Regions from separate parts of the Mus musculus genome. Here region 2 is linked to region 1. The links are chromatin contacts, called in public promoter capture Hi-C maps. All regions are on one chromosome and are shown on one strand. The core of a region is the stretch at or near the end of the contact, and the rest is flanking DNA. Distances in the headings are between cores, read along the strand shown.

Region 1 (6,287 bases), core at 3,081-5,580:
GTTTGTTTGTAGACAGGATTTCTCTGTATAGTCCTGGCTGTCCTGGAACTCACTCTGTAGACCAGGCTGGCCTCGAACTCAGAAATCCGCCTGCCTCTGCCTCCCGAGTGCTGGGATTAAAGGTGTGCACCACCACCACCGCCTGGCTATCTGTTACCTTATTTATTCATTCTCTCTCATTACCACTAACTCTAAAAATGATGACCACAGAGAGCATAACTCACTGAAGGCCATGCCTGGCAGACTGTAAGGCCCTGAGACCTCTCCCCAGTACCACAAACACCACAGTAAAAAACTAAATTGCATTCCACACCTATTCTGAGTATTTTTGTTAATTCGTTTTATGGATTGTTCAAGGACCAACAAAGCAGACAGTGTTCTCCAGCCGTCTCCCATTCAGCCCACCTCCACGTCCTAAATAGCAGCTCCACCCTGAATCCCCCATCTTCTCTCACTGGTATGGTATCACCATAGCAACATGAGCCATATGTGGTATAATGGCCGTTCTGTGTGTCTTGGCTCTTGCTATGTTGTCCCAAGCTAGTCCCCCTCAGCCTCTGGAGAAGCAGGAAACACAGGTAATGCTCACCACACTCCCTGAAGCTGTATAGATACATAGTACTGCTCATTCGATGGTATCCTGTCCAACCCTGACTGATATTTAATTCTTAGGACACGCCTCCATCAAACCTGTGCACTCTCGCATGGTGGTGGCTTACTCACGGACTCCACTGTTATTTATCCACTCCCCTGGCAAACTTCTGTTCCCCACCAGTTATGCACTGTCACTAGCCATGTGACTGCAGATTTTCTCACCCAGATTGTCCTGTGCCTGCTCGAAGAAGTTTCTTTTGTGTGAATATCCAAAAGATCTTGGTCCTAAAGTATAATTAGCATCTTTGGGGGGTTTATATACATGGCACATGCTATCATCTGGTTCGTTGTTGGTTTGGTTTGGTTTGGTTTTGGTTTTCTCCTTATGTGGCCCAGGCTGGTCTTGAACTCCTGTCCTCTGCAAGCCTAGCATCTCTGAATGTGGGGATAACAGGTGTGAGTCATCACAGCAGCTGTCAATCACCTTTAACTTCTGCTTTTGACTTGAAGAGTTCCTCTTAGACATGTGCAAGCATGCAACAAAGATTCATGGCTCAACCAAACTTTAGGCTTCTGAATTACCTGTAAAATCCATCTTTGCACTTCCCTAAAAACCAGTTTCAGCAAAAGAACTTGCTAGGTCAGCTCCAGGCTCCCTGTCCTCATTCTGATCATCCCTTGATGTGACCAGGCTCCTTCCCTCCACCATCTGCCAGGTGACAGCAAGGGTCCTGTCAGGCCGCTTAGCCAGACTCTCCATTATTCCTGATATACTTCCTTGTAACGTTCTATCTGCTGGTTCCCCACATTGTTCCTTCCAATTGCCTATACTGTATTTCTAGCTGACCCCAATGTCCTCCTCCAACTATAAGGCACCACTGCAGAGGTCTTCCTCGACAGTTCTGATAATGCCTTCCTCATCTCAAGGGAGGAAACAGCAAGGGCTGGGGAAGTCTGTTAATAAAGGACAACACGTTGCCAGTGTCAGAAGATGAGTGCCGGAGACCCCCTAGAACCTCGGACTCAAAACCAACAGCAGCAGCAGTAACAAATGCTAACACGGATGGTGGTGTGCCCTGGTGATCCTTTGCTGGGGAGTGGAGATGGGCAGATCTCAAAGTCTAACTGGCAGCTAGCCTAACTGCATTAGTAAGCTTCAGACCAATAGGAGACCCTGTCTCAAAACAAAACAACCCAAGTGGTGGTAAGAAACAACAGATATCTCTGGACTCCTACATATACACACCACACACACTACACACCAAACACAAATACACACACACACACATATATATACACACCATACACACCACACACCCACACCATATATATACATACCCTACACATATACATAAACATACACCATGCACATACACATACACTACACATACACACCACACACCATGCACACACACACACTACATATATACACAACACACACACACACACCCCATACACATGCCATGCACATACACACACACACACTATACATATGCACCCACACACACACATGTGCACAGTACAGGTAGACTTTCAGCAGGCTAAGAAAGCCCTGAGACTCAGCCATCACTTCCTGAGCAGCCCATCCCCAGTACCCTCCCCCACAACCTGGGGTCACTGCTGTCACCTGTCTGTAGAGAGGACTGGCCCAATGCATAAGACAGGGCTTTGCAGAGCACCACATATATTGCCACATTGATTCTAAAGTAACCAGACAGGCAGGTGTTGTTATTATTCTCACTGTATGGGTGAGAAACATAAAACTCAGGGACGTGAAACAGTTTGCCCTAGGTCACCAGACAGCATGTACAGGACATGGACAGCACACTTGCTACAGGGAATCAGGTTTTCTGCAATAGGACCTTGCCAAAAAAAAAAAAAAAAAGTTTGTTCAAAATGGCTAGGAGTTTCATTAGACATGGTGCTTGGGGGTGGGGAGGTGGGGTTATACTTATAATTATTTATTCATCAAAATAGTAAGCACATAAATTATTCTCTATGCTTATCTGCACACTTAAAATATTTCATAATAAAAATGAGAGAACTCTGTAAACAAAGATTAGAGACACCTCAGCACTGCGGTTCAAGTGTCAGAAAAAGAAGTGCTGTGCCGTGAACTGAAGGACGACACAGCCTGGTAGGAAAGACTTCACCTCTCCGGGAATTAGGAGAGATGGGAGGCAGGACCACACCCAGCTCTCAGTTTAGACATACGAGTCTTTCCAACTAGGGAAGGCAGAGCATGCAAACACACAGAGCTAAGGAGGCCCCGAGAAACCAGTAACACCTGACTCTGGGTCAGGCTGGCTTCAGCCACCTAGATTATACAATATATAAATATACTAATGTTTGCAGTAATTTATCCTATAAATCATTGCTCTGAAAAAGGTGTGTGTGTGTGTGTGTTCATGCACAAGCCATGACATACATGTGGAGGTCAGAGAACAACTCGTGGGAACTGGGTCTCTCCTTCCACCGTGTGGATTCTGGAGATCACCTCGGGTCATCAGGCTGGGCAGCAAGCACCCTTAGTTTCTCAGCTCCTATTAGTGCTTTTTAGAACACAAATGCACACACAGTGCACACGCAGTGCAGGAACTATGGGATGCCATGAGGGTGTGAAAAGAAGAGTCTGAGGATGCTGAGTATGTCTGTGGACAAGGTCGCACTATTTCCCCACGCCAAGTCTTTTGAGCACCATATGGCAACAATGTACTGGCGCACCAGAGAGACAGGGATTTGGGAGCCCGGTTCCTCAAAATCTCTCTGAGAAAACCTTTTAAAAACCTCTCCTATTCTCCCCTGCCCTGCTGGTTTAACTTAGGTTCCCATCCTTCCATATTAACATGGCGGGAGGCGGGGCTGTATCTTGCTGAAGGTGCATAGCTGGGCCAAGAATAGAACTCCAGCATCCTGTCTCTCGGCTCACTTCTGGACCATGCTACCTCAGGAAGGAACATTTGAAAATAGTAATTCTCTCCCCTCTGCCACCAAGCTGTGTGAGAGCACATGATCCATGAATGAAGCCGGCTCAGTGACTCAGCGCTGGGCTGAGTCAGGCCCCGAATCCCGAGTAGCTGCAGACACACTCCATTTAAATAAGACTTTGAAACCGGGGTCCTTCCAGCAAGATTGTCCCTTCCAGCAAAGGCCAAGTGCCTTCTGAGCGATTATGTTAGCCAGAACTGCCAAAGACACTGCTTTCTTTGTGTTCTGTGCATTCTTTCAACCCGGTCTGAGGGTCCAGCGGAACAGGCTGACAGACAGACAGACAGACAGACAGACAGACAGACAAGAAGAGTCAAGTAGTTGGAACACAAGAATAAATCAACAATTCAAAATCAGCTTTGCATTATTCAGCTTTCTCTTCTTCCTCTGAAGGGTAACAACCACACTCACAGCATAGGGGGGTGGGGGGCACACTGGTAAGCTCCAAAGGCCCAACTCTGTCAATAGCCACTGGCTGTGACCACCTGCTCCAGCCGGGAAGAAGCCAGGTTCTAAGCAATGACCCCTGTGACAGATGGCACCGCACAAAGAGAAAAGGGCCAGCCAAAAATATGCCTTCCCACAGAGGGAGGGAGATTGGGTGTTTAAGCAGGAGTCAGGAACAAAGTAACAAAATTCACCAACTGTGTCTGAATCTCCCCCTCAGGCTATCAGTAGTCTCTTTGAATGACAGATGAGTCAAAATCCTGCTCTGTGGACCTCAGGGGGTCTATGTGTAGCAAGCTGCCATTAGCAGACTGTTAGAAGAAACAATCTTACAGTGTTGACAGCGAGCCTCAGTGAAGGGCATTGCAGAGAACTAGAACAAGTCAGAGCTTTTATTGAGCCCTTGGAGACACACAGAACACTGGGAAAATGTCAGTCCTGGGATGGACATGAAGTGGCAGAAATTAAAAAAAAAAAAATCTATTAGTCATTGCTTGGTTTTGATTCACCATCAGGGCAGAGAAATGTAAAAGAGGTAAAAGCAACCAAAGAGAGCAGGACTCAGCACAAGCCGGTGCCCAGCGCTCTGGAAGCACCACCGTGAGCCAAACCAAACGAGCCTTTTTTTTTTTCCCCCACTTCACATCAAATGAAACAAATGCATAAATTCAGTGCATTGGGATTCAGTTTCCATCGCCATCAGAAAACAGAACCCAACTGTCCAAAACCAAAAAAATTAAACAAAGCCTAGCACTACAGCAACATTTCACATAATCACGTAAAACTGAAAGCATCCCAGTGTCCAGGGACAGACAACATGGCATCTGTTTACAATAGAAAGAACAGCCTGACACCTTACATGACATGGGTGGACCCTAAACGCATGCTGCTTTGTGACTCTACTTATATGAGGTTCTTAGAAGAGCCATTTTGTAAAGACACAAAATAGAGAGGTGGAGAGGGGCGGGGAGACAATGGGAGTGATCAATGGAGAAAGGGAGTGGCCAGTGGAGGGGGTGGGAAGACAACAGGGAGTGATCAATGGAGAGGGGTGGGGAGATAATGGGGAATGGCCAGTGGAGAGGGGCGGGGGCGACAACAGGGAGTGGCCAGTGGATGGGTGGGGAGCCAATGGGAGTGGCCAGTGGATGGGGTGGGGAGCTAATGGGAGTGGCCAGTGGATAGGGGTGGGGAGACAATAGAAGTGGCAGGTGGAGAGGGGCAGGGAGACAACTGGGGAGTGGCCAAGACACATAGGGTTGCAGATGAGAAAGAAGAACCTGCTCTGGAGATGGACTGTAGAATGGCTACATGATGATGAATATGCTTTAAATTAAACAATCAGTTCCACATTATATACAGTTTAATGAAATTTTGTATAGGTGCATGTGTGTATGTGGGTGGGTGGGGGGTTGCATATGTCTGAGTGTGGAGGCCAGAGGGTAAACTCAGGTGTTGTTCCACAGAGCCATCTACTCTAATTTTTCAGTTAGGATCTTTCACTGGCCTGAAACTCCTCAAGTAGGCTAGCTGAACAGGCATCCCAGTACTTGGGAGGCAGAGGCAGGTGGATCACTGAGTTCAAAACCAGCCCATCTACAGAGCGAGTTCTTTGACAGATAAGAATACACAGAGAAACCTTATCTGGGGGTGGGTGGGAGGTGGTATGGGGGTGTGTGCAGGGGGAGGGAGCAGGCTGGCTGGCCAGCAAACTCCAGGATTCTACCTGTATCTGCCTCGCTGGCACCAGGATTATAAGCGTATGTCCCTACACCAAAATTTTTTAAATGGGTTTTGGGGGTGGACTCAGGTCCTTAGGCACTTTGCCAACTGAGCCATCACCTCCCATCCCTGGAATCTTTTAAAAATTAAAACCAATAAAATGAGGCATGGTGAAGTTAAGAAACTTGGCCAAGTTGCACCTCGGAAACAAAGAAGACAAGAATTCAGGCCATGATGAGTTAACAAATTCCCCAGAAACATGTCATCTCCCCCAGTACAGCTGCACAGGCTAGAGCAGGACAGAGCAGCTTGGAGGGGCAGGACCTCTGGGTCTGCCCTGACTGCAGTCAAGCTTGGCTGTCACCTGCTCCTCATGTGTAGGATGCATGCCTCTGCTCAGACCTTGTCTAAGGCTCCCCACTCTCCCATGAGCCTCGCCCAGAAAAAAGTCACAAAGAACAGCCAGCATTTTCAAGCTTACCAACATCACGAATATCCTGAAAATTCTGGACCCCTGAAAGTCTCCCTAAATTGGA
Region 2 (6,396 bases), core at 2,163-4,662, 210 kb before region 1:
CTGGCCACTCTGGCTGGTAATGCAGGCTGAGCTGCTCCGCCTGGGGCCGCCTCAGCAGCTGCCGGATCTTCTGAGCAGTGTCAAAGCTGTCGGTCAGAACGGCCCATTCCAAGGCTGTCTTGCCCCGGACAGGATCCACGGAGCTCAGGTCAGCACCTGCAAGTGGCGCAGTGTGACAGATTGGTTAGTGAGCCACGGGCTGTACAAGGACACGTTCTACAGCAGCAGGGCTGATTTAAGCCAGATTCAAAACACCTCACAGACTGAAAGCCCAGGGCTGCAGACTTCTGTATAAGAGACAGGAAGCTACCAAGGTCAGGACTGGGGGAACCTTGCAGTGAGCAAACGGGGTCTCCAGCAGGCTCGCAGAGCCACCCTAGCAGGGTGGAGCATAGTATGCTCAAGACACAGCTGCTTGGGGGCAGTGCCCCGTTGCTGGACCCCTCCCATTTTGTTTCTTCATTCTCATGCCCTTGTCTCTGGGGCCAGAGAGACAGTCACTCTGAAACACCCACGGGGGTTGGGAAGGGAAAAGGTGGAGGCAGAGATTTCTCAGAGAAACCAGTAGAGGGCACCATCAGTCACCTTAGGGAGTAAGAAGGGCTCTACAAGACCATACACAGAGTGGTCCTTCACACACAGAGTGGTCCTCCACACACAGAGTGATCCTCCACACACACAGAGTGGCCCTCCACACACAGAGTGATCCTCCACACACACAGAGTGGTCCTCCACACACACAGAGTGGTCCTCCAGACACAGAGTGGTCCTCCATGCACACAGAGTGGTCCTCCATGCACACAGAGTGGTCCTCCATGCACACAGAGTGGTCCTCTACACACACAGAGTGGTCTTCCACCTACAGAGTGGTCCTCTACACACACAGAGTGGTCCTCCACACACACAGAGTGGTCCTCCAGACACAGAGTGGTCCTCCATGCACACAGAGTGGTCCTCTACACACACAGAGTGGTCTTCCACCTACAGAGTGGTCCTCTACACACACAGAGTGGTCCTCCACACACACAGAGTGGTCTTCCACACACAGAGAGTGGTCCTCCTCCCCATGCAAGGCTCCAGCTGCAACTGAATACTGCCTAAGGTTGGAATCAGTCCTCACGGATACCCCATCCATCAACCTTCACAGTGCTGTGGCCATCTTTCTCCGCCCGGGCCTCGGGCAGAGGCAAGGCTGGGACTAGAACTCAAGAGTCTGGTTTTAGGTACCACCACACCCTCACACCTTTCCCCATCTTATGTCTACACTCTTTGCTGGGACCCCCATAAACAGCTGTAGCTAACTGCACTAGTAGACTGTGAGAGGGTGGTAGCACGGGCCTCCTCCAATAAGTTGGCCTCGATCCATATTCCATTCCCATCTCTCTTTGTTTTTGTTTTTGTTTTTTGGTTTTTCGAGACAGGGTTTCTCTGTATAGCCCTGGCTGTCCTGGAACTCACTCTGTAGACCAATCTGGCCTCGAACTCAGAAATCCACCTGCCTCTACCTCCCAAGTGCTGGGATTAAAGGCATGCACTACTACTGCCCGGCTCCACCTCTCTTGCTGTAGCTAAATGGTATCTGCTGGGGTGGTAGTGGAGAAAGTGCAGCTTCACACCTGCCATAACACACCTGCCATAACACACCTGCCATTACATACCAGCCAGAGAACACCTGCCACAGCACATTTATCATAGCACACCTGCCATAGCACATCTGCTATTACACACCTGCCATACATATTACACCTTCCATAGCAGACCTGCCATAGTATACCTGCCATAGCACAGGGGCTGTGGCCCTAATGGCTGGGAGTGGGGATGGGGTGGAGTTGGGGGTAAGGGTGGGATTGCTGTGGGATGAGGTGGGAGTGTGGTGTCTCACACCTACATGAGCAGCCATACAACACCTGCCATTACACACCTCCCACAGCACACCTCCCACAGCACACCTGCCACAGCACATTTTTCATAGCAACCTGCCATAGTACACATGTCAGAGCATACTTGCTAGAACACACCTGCCAGCGCACACCTGGCAGAGAACACCTGCCACTGCACACCTGCCATAGCACACCTGGCAAAGCACATATGGCATAGTACACCTGCCATTGCACACCTGCCATTGCACACCTGCCATAAGGAGGGCAACTACACACTCGGAGCGATCTTGAATGGCAGCCTTCATCAGAGCTGTGAGTCCCCGCTGGTCCCTGCGTTCCAGGTCCAGGCCAGCAAAGTAGTTGAGCAGGAGAGTCACAAGAGACATGTGACCTGCAGAGACAGGACCACATAGCTAGTCTCTCAAGGTAAGGGAATGCTGAAGCTTGGCCTGGGAGACTCTTGTGCAAGGTTTGGGGCTGCTGTCCTAATGGCTGGGAGTGAGGGTGGGATGGAGTTGGGGGTGAAGGTGGGGTAGGTGTGGGCTGGGGTGGGGCGTTGTGTCTCACACCTGCTTGGGCAGCCAGCATGAGGGCTGTGTTCCCGTCTTTGTCTTGCTGGTTCACATCCAGGAAAGGACAGCAGCTGAGCAGAGCCACAATGGAACCAAAGCCATGGTAGCATGCAACCATGAGGCCTGTCTAGGGGACAGAGCAGCTTGGACCCCCACTTTCCACTAAGTTCTTCTTAGGACCTCCTTTCCCTCCTAAGTCTGTTTTCCCCCAGGGCCTATCCCAACCCCTGTCAAGATGGTTTTCACCCATCTAGAGTGGGGATGACTCTGTGACTCTCTGGGGACCCAGACCAGGATGTTATGTATGAAGCCTGGACTGTCCTCAACTGTTCTGGTGAGCCCTGGGGCATCTCACCCTCCCGTTGCTGTCCACTTGGGAGGCCTCCTCTGGGGACACACCAGCGTCCAGCCTGGCTTGGAGCTCAGCAAGGTCATTGTGGACACATGCCCAGTACAGTGTCTTCAAATTGCATTCAGGGGTTGAGGTCTTGTTGCTGGGGAAGGGCAGGGCCTCAGACATGTCCAGTCCTCTCGGGGCAATAGTGACTCCTCTGCCGCCGGCCCGAGTCCCTCTTTATTCAGCAGGCAGCTATGACAAAACGCCAAGGAGCAGTTCCTCCTGCAACCCTGAGTGAATAAGTCCCTGCAGCTGCACCGTCTCCCCAGGACAAACCTTTACCCTGGAGGGTGTCTCACCTCTGCCTAGACCCAAGACAGGTAGCCAAGCATCTTACTGTATGTAGGTCAGGTTCTCAAGGAAGCTCATGACAGGGGTTATCATTTCCCATCCCCCAACCTTACCTGGGACTCTAGGGTCTCCATCACAGCAGAGGGCCAGCCTGTGGCTCAGTCCACCCCCACACCTCAAAAGCTCACTAGCCCTTCTGTGGGGTAGCTGATACCAAGAAACAAGGCAGGTGACAGATGGCTGTGCCTGCAGAAAGCTGCCATAAACACCTCAGAGCTGAGCCAGGTCAAGCGGGTTAGGAAGGGATTGGGGGGCTGGGGGGTGACTGTACTCTCTGCCATTGCTCAATCCTTGCCCTAAGATCCTGCTAGACTTGGATGGTGGCAGCTTCTCCAGGCTCAGAGCTGAGTGAATTCCTCCGGGCTGATCTTTCTCCCTTCATCGTGGGAAGTCAGCTGCACTTAGATATGGCCTTGCAAGAGAAGCATTATGGAGGTCTTGGCACCCAGCTGTGGAGCCTGAGTGTCTTAGTCAGGGTTTCTATTCCTGCACAAACATCAGGACCAAGAAGCAAGTTGGGGAGGAAAGGGTTTATTCAGCTTACACTTCCATACTGCTGTTCATCACCAAGGAAGCCAGTCAAGCAGGTCAGGAAGCAGGAGCTGATGCAGAGGCCATGGAGGGATGTTACTTACTGGCTTGCTTCCCCTGGCTTGCTCAGCTTGCTTTCTTATAGAACACAAGACTACCAGCTCAGGGATGGCACCACTCACAACAGGCCCTCCACCCTTGATTACTAATTGAGAAAATGCTTTATGGCTGGATCTCATGGAGGCATTTCCTGAAGGGAGGCTCCTTTCTCTGTGATAACTCCAGCTTGTGTCAAGTTGACACACAGAACCAGTCAGTACACAGAGATCCCTTCCACTTCAAAGGAGTAGATTTGGGTGAAGGGGCTATGGATGGGGAAGGTGTAGGCATTAAATAAAGATGAATGGGGAGGTATGCACTACAGTTTACCCAAAGAAATCAAAACATGAAGAGTTTCCAGGAGGCTGGAGAGACTGCCCAGCGGTTAAGAACGCTGGCTTGCTCTTCCAAAGGACCGTGGTTCAGTTCCCAGCACCCACTGAGTAGCTCACAACTGTCTGTAACTCCAGTGCCAGAGGATCTGATGCCCTCTTCTGGTCTGTGCTGGTACTGTGCTTTCATGGTGCACAGACACGGGCACTGGAAAAATGCCTGCAAACATAAATTATTAAATTATTAAAATAAAATAAATTTTAAAAGAAAAATTATGATGTATTAATTTTAATGGATTAGATCTGAGGTGGTAAGTAAAGTATGGCATTTTAAAATGATGTATTAAAGTAACAGTACTTTTGTACTGTCATTTTTAAGATTAATAAGTTGAGTGACTTAGCGCTCAGAGTGTCGCACTCTCCACACTGCGGGGCTCTGCTTTCCAGCATCGTTTTGCTTTTCTTTCACAGTTTGGTTCCTGCACAACTCCTCCGCTCTTTACTCATTGGTGCTAATAATCACTGAACATGTACACTTCATTAAAAGTAAAATGTTGATTTGTGTTTGTGTATTGCTATTGTCTGGTTTCTTGTGTTTGTTGGTTTTATTAGTCTTTTGTTTTGAGAAAGACTCTTATGTAGCCCAGGATATCCCAGAACCTAATATGTACCCTAGGATGGCCTTGAACTCACTATTCTCATGCCCCAACCTCCCAAATACTAGGATCAAATGCAACCTGGCTTGTGTGTGTGTTTGTTTGTTTGTTTGTTTGTTTTCCTCTTTCTTTCTTTTTTTTTTTTTGGTTTTTTGAGATAGGGTTTCTCTGTGTAGCCCTGCTGTCCTGGAACTCACTTTGTAGACCAGGCTGGCCTCAAACTCAGAAATCTGCCTGCCTCTGCCTCCCAAGTGCTGGGATTACAGGCATGTGCCACCACTGCCTGGCTTCTTTAAAATTGTATTTAATGTATGAGTACCCAGCTGCACATACCTTACCATGTCAGAAGAGGGCATCAGACCCCCTTATAAACCATGTGGTTGATGGGAATTGAACTCAGAACAGTACTCTCAACCTCTGAGCCACCTCACCAGCTCCTTCTCTTTCTTTTTTTAATACGGGGGGTCGGGGGGGAGGTGTCTCACTATGTAGACCAGACATGTCTTAAACTCACAGAGATCTGCCTGCCTCTGCCACCACTGACTGGAAACTTAATCAGTTTCTAATTATGCTGCAGAACTTTTGTTTGTTTGTTTTATTCCACCCCAACCTGTTTTTTTAAAGTCCTGTTCTAGTGATGTCACATGCAATTTGGAAGTTAGTATCTTGATGGGGTGGGGCTGGCCTGGAAAGTAGGGGGTTCCGTCTGGGCTGGACTCAGCATTCATCCAAAGCTGCTGGTGAGTTTTCTCCGGAGCTGCCAAAGCTGGAAGCTAAGCAAACATTTATTTTCCAGCTGCCCTGGAGCTGTGGGTCTGGGCTTTATGTTGTGTAAGTAAATTTGGAGCAGAGCTTTGTATTATGGGACACCCGCAGACCGTGGCAGGATAGGCGGGCTCTGCGAACAGCTTCCTGGTTTACCAGCTTCCTGTGGTACTGACTGTGATTTCTCAATCACAGGCAGAGGTCATGTGACTGCCAAAGCTGGCAGTAGTTTGTGACCTAGAGCCTGCTTTTCCAGCCCTTTCTGTCTGAACTAGCCAACGAAATTTCTGCTGTCTGCCACTGCACTCTAACGGATGTGCACGGGTTAGCAAACTAGAGTTTTACTTTGCACGTGCAAACTATTTCAGGGACAGCAAGCTGGTCTTGGTTAAGGGATCTGATCTGATGGTCTCAGGGCCTTGCCTGGAATTCTCTTATTGTTCCTTAGTCACAAGATGGCTGCTCTACCCCAAGCCATCAGAGTCAAATGTGGAATTCTATGCAGTAGGTAGAAAATATCTATGACGTTATAGGCCAGACATCTCTGATCATTTACAGACACCCTATCTACAGCTTTCTTTTTCTCTAGTCACCTTAGAGCTAGCTGCTGTATGGAATCCCAGTGGATGAGCACAGGTGTGTGCACACAGGTGCATGTGCACAGGTGGATGCACACAGGTGGGTGCACACAGGTGGATAGACATAGGCATGTGCACACAGGTGTGTGCACACAAGTGAATGCACACAGGTGTGTGCACACAAGTGAATGCACACAGGTGTGTGCACACAAGTGAATGCACACAGGTGTGTGCA

The links. Promoter capture Hi-C pulls out the DNA fragments that hold promoters and counts their contacts.
Region 2: a contact with region 1 is called in a promoter capture Hi-C map of embryonic stem cells, with 2.9 times the contacts expected there. The contact joins the promoter of Ankrd33 here to the enhancer-like site in region 1. A contact is called at or near these places in 10 of 39 promoter capture datasets (the 3T3-L1 cell line, the HPC-7 cell line, embryonic stem cells and 3 more), 2 of 484 Hi-C or Micro-C datasets (embryonic stem cells and liver) and 2 of 115 datasets of contacts at active chromatin or transcription factors (embryonic stem cells and stem cell-derived neural progenitor cells).

The regions. Positions count from the first base shown.
Region 1 is chr15:100,907,869-100,914,155 of GRCm38.p6, reverse strand. It overlaps Gm52176 (a long non-coding RNA gene), which reads left to right. Exons shown (of 3, transcript XR_003951486.1): 3 at 1-6,287. It also overlaps a transcript of Scn8a not described here. Among named protein-coding and RNA genes, the nearest start is that of Gm52176, 11 kb to the left of the region's middle. Within about 2 kb of position 4,330, at least 75 of the 459 cell types and tissues checked have an H3K27ac peak or open chromatin away from gene starts, as enhancers often do. A contact at or near this core is called in embryonic stem cells, stem cell-derived neural progenitor cells and trophoblast stem cells, where this site is marked.
Region 2 is chr15:101,112,760-101,119,155 of GRCm38.p6, reverse strand. It overlaps Ankrd33 (ankyrin repeat domain 33), which reads right to left and starts at 3,412. Exons shown (of 5, transcript NM_001374225.1): 1 at 3,254-3,412; 2 at 2,808-3,041; 3 at 2,450-2,579; 4 at 2,131-2,271; 5 at 1-156. The coding sequence starts at 2,972.